2 separate regions of the Sus scrofa genome follow, and region 2 is linked to region 1. The links are chromatin contacts, called in public Hi-C maps. All regions are on one chromosome and are shown on one strand. Each heading gives the region's core, a stretch centred on a gene start, on an enhancer-like site or on the middle of the called end of the contact. The rest is flanking DNA. Distances are from core to core; before and after follow the strand shown.

Region 1 (2,700 bases), core at 184-2,683:
CTCCCTCTCCCTTCTTCTCTTCCTTTCTTCCTTCCATCCTTTCTCCTTCCTTCCAGCTATCCTAATAGATAGGAAGTGGTATCTCATTTGGCTGTCACATAGTCCTTATCAGAATTATAGCTATTTGGAGTTCCCGTCGTGGCACAGTGGTTAACAAATCCAACTAGGAACCATGAGGTTGCGGGTTCGATCCCTGGCCTTGCTCAGTGGGTTAACGATCTGGTGTTGCCGTGAGCTGTGGTGTAGGTTGCAGACGTGGCTCGGATCCCGTGTTGCTGTGGCTCTGGTATAGGCCGGTAGCTACAGCTCCGATTAGACCCCTTGCCTGGGAACCTCCATGTGCCGCAGGAGTGGCCCAAGAAATGGCAAAAAGACAAAAAGACAAAAAGACAAAAAAAAAGAAAAAAAAGAATTATAGCTATTAAATAAACTGAAGCTAGTGCATAATAAAACTCGAAGACGCCAAACTATGTTTCAGATGTGAATCTCTGGGTAGGTTGCTAACTTCGAATTCTTTATTCAAGAAGAATCATGCCTTGATGAGATCTATCAGGTTTCAAAACCCTGAGAGTTCAGAAGAGGAAGTTTTATTGTACTTTTTATCCAGGGCTCTCTCTCTGCATGCCCTCCCCAAAAGGCACTTAAGAGAGGGTGGGATGCTGCCAACTGGGGCTCTTAGCAGGGAGATACCTGCTCGTCTCCGTTTCTCCGTTTGGCAGAAATGCTGTGAGCGGAGCCTTGGGAGCCAACCTGTGACTGTACATTTGGGAATTCACTCACTCGCAGTTGTTGGCAGCCCTGGCTTAGGTCCAGCACACCGTTTTCACTGGAGAAGCGCCACTCTTTGGATTTCCTTGTCTGCAGACTGTGTTATTGTCAAACCTTTCGGCTGGGATCAGAGAGAGGTTGGTTTGTCTGGGCGTTGCCAGAGCCGTACCTACGCATGACCTCTTGTCTGAGCACCTGCCAGAGAAAGCTCTTATCTCTGCAGGGCAGCTGAGGGCTTGAAGATGCCCCTGATAGGGGCTGGTCCTGCTCCCAGCAGCTCTCATCACTCCCTGACCGCAAGGCCTGCATTCTGTCTCACCACTCACCTTTGTACTTCCTCCTGTGTCCTCACATACTTCCAGCTGCCTTGGGTCAGGTCCAGTTTTCCTGGTGCTGCGGATGCTCTGAGGTTCTGGGAAGGGCTGGGAAGCATGAGCGTGGGCTGCAGCCCTTGCTCAGGGCGCACCATTTGCATAGCTAAGTGACCTGGAGAGAGCCTCTTACCGCACTGCAAGCCCTGCCTGCCCCAGCCCACCTCTCATTTTTTTCCCGGGGAGAACAATCCCTGCCACTGCTGATGCCCAGCTAAGACGGAATGAGATTGTGTGAGATGAAAGTGCATTGCTCATCCCAAATGGTAGCTGTTGGTATCTGTCCAAAGCCTCTTGGGGAGAGAGGGAGTCTTCTGTGTCTTGGAGCACAAAGCACAAGCTCAGTACATTCCAGCCCAAAGCAAGAGGCTCACACTTCCGATTTCACAACCAAGTCAGTTCTCCAGGGATCTATTTCCCCCCCCCCAGCCCCATGACATTCCCAGTTGTCTTCGATTAACTTTCAGGTGACTCAGCCGCTTGGAGGTGGCTTCTAACAAATCGGTCCTTCTTTCTTTTCCTGCTCCTTGTGCTGTTTCATTGAAAAGGGGCTCCCGTATTTGCCACCATGAAATATAGTCATTCAGTGTCCCATTGTGCAGGGCCAGCGTGTCATTTCTTTTTATTTTTTAAATTTTTTTTATTTTTGTCTTTTTGCCTTTTCTAGGGCTGCTCTCGCAGGATATGGAGATTCCCAGGCTAGGGGTCTAATCGGAGCTGTAGCTGCCAGCCTACGCCAGAGCCACAGCAACGTGGGATCCAAGCTGTGTCTGCGACCTACATACACCACAGCTCACGGCAATGCCAGATCCTTAACCCACTGAGCAAGGCCAGGGATCGAACCCGCAACCTCATGGTTAATCGGATTCGTTAACCACTGAGCCATGATGGAAACTCCCAGTGTGTCATTTCTTTGATTAAAGTTCATGCCCTGAACTGGGCTCAGAAGCCCTAAGAAAGCCGGAGCTGACCTCAACCGTGGAAAAACACTCTATGTGTGCCTCTCCTGGAAACAGACACCATGGGATCTGCACCAGCCGGTGTGGTCCTGGAACCAGTCAGAACTTCTGTGCAGTGTAGGTCATGTTAGGACTTCAGGATCTGGGGCAGACTCCTTCGTCCAGAGCACAGAGGCATCTTGTTAAATAAACAGTAGGAAGGAGCTGGAGGAAGTTTAAGCCTGGCACTGATGAATAGCTGCTTCCTCTTCACTCTGCCCCAACATCCACAGGCTTTGAGCTTTTTGTGTCTCAGGAGGTGTCCACAGTTTGGTTGGCGGCACTGGAAAGCCAGTCAGCCCTTGTTCCACATGCTTTTTCTTTTTGGCTCCTTAGGGCCGCACCTGCTGCATATGGAAGTTCCCAGACTAGGGGTCGAATCAGAAGTGCAGCTGCCGGCCTACACCACAGCCACAGCATGCCAGATCCAAACCACATCTGTGACCTGCACTGCAACTCAGGGCAACACTGGATCCTTAACCCACGGAGTGAGGCCAGGGATTGAACCCACATCCTCATGGATACTAGTCAGGTTCATTACCCCTGAGCCACAGCGGGAACTC
Region 2 (2,883 bases), core at 185-2,684, 260 kb before region 1:
CTATAGGATGCAGTTGAGTGTTGTAGCATAGGATAAATGCACATACGGAAAAGATGAGGCCAGCAGGGGTCAGTTTAATACCAGTGTAAGTTGCGAGCACAGTACTTCTCACCTCTCTGTAAACTGGACTGAGAATGGAAACTGAAATGTACAGTCCAGATATAAGATTTTCAATTTCAAGCTATCGCAGAGAATTTCCAAAAATTTAGGTAGAACTATGTAACTATTTTTAATGAACGATAAAGACTTCTAGTGATAGAAGATAAGCTATGGACAGTAGGTGGCTTAGCTCTCTTTTTTCTCATATGCAGAATAGGACTTTTCAGCCAAAGTTATTTTTCCTCACTGGCTGTTTGGTGTTGACATGCGCTAGAAGAAGCTTGGAGATACCATGTGCATTCCTTTGGTCTTAGCTCCTTGGTAGGCTTTCTTACATAATATAGGCATAATTTATGCCTATTGTTTGGCTGGCTGGCTATAAAGATAAACCAGCCCTAGTCATAACTTGTATTTGAAATGTCAGTATTTCGTGGAGTTAAATTTATAATAAGAAATTTTACATGAAATGATTACTTTTGGACACTAAACTTCAAGTCAAATAACAAAGGAATATATAATTAATATCATTTTATATATATAATTATGTTATAACATAATTATAATTAGATATTTTAGTATATAAAATATAGTAAAATAATTAAATATTTTTATATTTTAGTAATCATTATAATTATAATTATTTATATTATGTTATAATTATGTTATAACAATTATAATTATATATTTTAGTATACAACATAAAGTAATTATATGTTTTATATTTTAGTAATAATTCAATTATATATTTTAGTATATATACTATATTATATATACATATAAATATACTTAATATATTTATATATTTGTCAAATATATTTTATATAATTATATAATTTCAGTGGTATAATATAGAAATATTATAAATTATTAATGTTAATTATATGAGTATATATTAATTAATATACATACATATTAGCTGAAGGATTTGAATGGCCTTATCTTTGCCACCTAGATACATGAGGTTGACATTTATAAGACTAGGCTCTCAAATGCTGGGAATACAGTATGTGCTAAAACTCAGCCCTGCCTGCTATTCTTAGTTACTGAGAATAAGTACTCTTATCAGACAGAATAGTTGTTTTCTTGGTGTCTTAGTCCACTTTTTCGTAAGGGGGTAGCTCTTTGTTACTATAGTTGTTGAACCAAGTATTTTTGTGTTAAGACTGAAGAATGGTAGACTGTTAGACCTGGAAAACACCTGAAGGGTCATAGCCTTCATTTAATGTGGTTTATTTATGTATCTATTTAATCTGGTGTTACCGTGTGCTGTGGTGTAGGTCACACATGTGGCCTGGACCTGGTGTTGCTGTGGCTGTGGCTGTGGTGGCAGTCGTAGCTCACAGCATATGGGAGCTCCCAGGCTAAGGGTCAGATAGGAGTGATAGCCACCAGCCTACACCACAGCTCACAGCAACCCCGGATCCTTAACCCACTGAGCGAGGCCAGGGATGGAACCTGCATTCTTGTGGACACTAGTCAGATTCATTTCCTCTGCGCCACGAGGAAACTCCAGTAGCCTCTGTTTTATACAAGGCTATAAGATGCATCATGGGCAGGACTGTTGCCGGCAGAGCAGTTCAGACTTTTTATATTGTTCTTTTTCCATGATACCACACCATCTTGTTTCTCTCCATACTGTGGGTTTGCTTGTTCACTATTCTGCATATTTGGGTTTAATGCTAAATATATTATCAAAATTAGAGAGCCTGCCTTTTCTTGTACTCTCTTTCTTCGGTCGTGGACTAGAATCCCATGCCCGAGTTTCCATTGTGGCCCAGTGGTAACAAACCTGATTAGGATCCATGAGGATGTAGGTTCGATCTCTGGCCTTGCTCAGTGGGTTAAGGATCTGGTGTTACCGTGTGGTGTGGTGTAGGTCACACATGCGGCCTGGACCTGGTGTTGCTGTGGCTGTGGCTGTGGTGGCAGTCATAGCTCCGATTCAGCCCTAACCTGGGAACTTCCATATGCTGCAAGTGTGGCCCTAAAAAGCAAAAAAAGAAAGAAAGAAAGAAAGAAACAAAAGAAAAAAAAGAACCTCCTGTTCATAAGGACTGGTCACAGTGGTCTAGACAGCAGGCAGGTCACAGCAATCTCCCATCCTGGCTTTCATGGCTCCCATAGGATTGTCTTGAGCCATGTCCACTAGGGCCACTTAGAGCCACAAGAGTATAGTTCTCCCCAGAAGGGACCAGGGCACCACCTGAAAGTCCAGTAGGTAACACGCTGCCTGCGGTGCTCATAGGGACGGTTGTGAGGTCTGTGATGCATCTGTGGTTACACTTTAGGGCTTGGAGATGAAGGGCTGGTGCGGTGTGAGCAAGGGAACCCAGGGCAGCAGTACTCATTGAATTACCAAGGGGCTCTGTGGTTTGGACAGCAGGCAGGTGGCTCTGCCTCACACTTGTGTCTCAAACAGGCTATTTTCTTGGCTGCATTAAGTTTTTTCTTTTTAAGCATTGAAGTATTTCCTTTTCTGTCTATATGGGTTTTCTGTTGTGTGATAGATTGCCACCAACTTAGTGGCTTAAAACAATACGTACTTATTTTACAGTTCTCTGAGTCCAATAGCTGTTTTCAGTTTCGCATCTGGGCGTGTAACAATTCCTGACTTTTCTAGAAAGAACACAGTTGTATAACATGAAACACTGATGTGAGCATATGGACATTCAAAGCCAGTATTCAGGGCTCTTGCTTCAAACCACTATGCACATGATTATTTCTTGTTTTATTTATTTATTGCCATTTTCTTGGGCCGCTCCCACGGCATATGGGGGTTCCCAA

Evidence for each region. A called contact is a pair of places that touch in the nucleus more often than the background predicts.
Region 2: a contact with region 1 is called in a Hi-C map of heart right ventricle, with 2.3 times the contacts expected there. The contact joins two enhancer-like sites. A contact is called at or near these places in 2 of 47 Hi-C or Micro-C datasets (embryonic fibroblasts and heart right ventricle).

The regions. Positions count from the first base shown.
Region 1 is chr10:18,516,169-18,518,868 of Sscrofa11.1, reverse strand. The region is part of intron 5 of SMYD3 (SET and MYND domain containing 3); the gene reads left to right. Among named protein-coding and RNA genes, the nearest start is that of SMYD3, 500 kb to the left of the region's middle. Within about 2 kb of position 1,433, at least 6 of the 83 cell types and tissues checked have an H3K27ac peak or open chromatin away from gene starts, as enhancers often do.
Region 2 is chr10:18,778,087-18,780,969 of Sscrofa11.1, reverse strand. All of the region lies in intron 5 of SMYD3 (SET and MYND domain containing 3), which reads left to right. Among named protein-coding and RNA genes, the nearest start is that of SMYD3, 240 kb to the left of the region's middle. Within about 2 kb of position 1,434, at least 1 of the 83 cell types and tissues checked has an H3K27ac peak or open chromatin away from gene starts, as enhancers often do.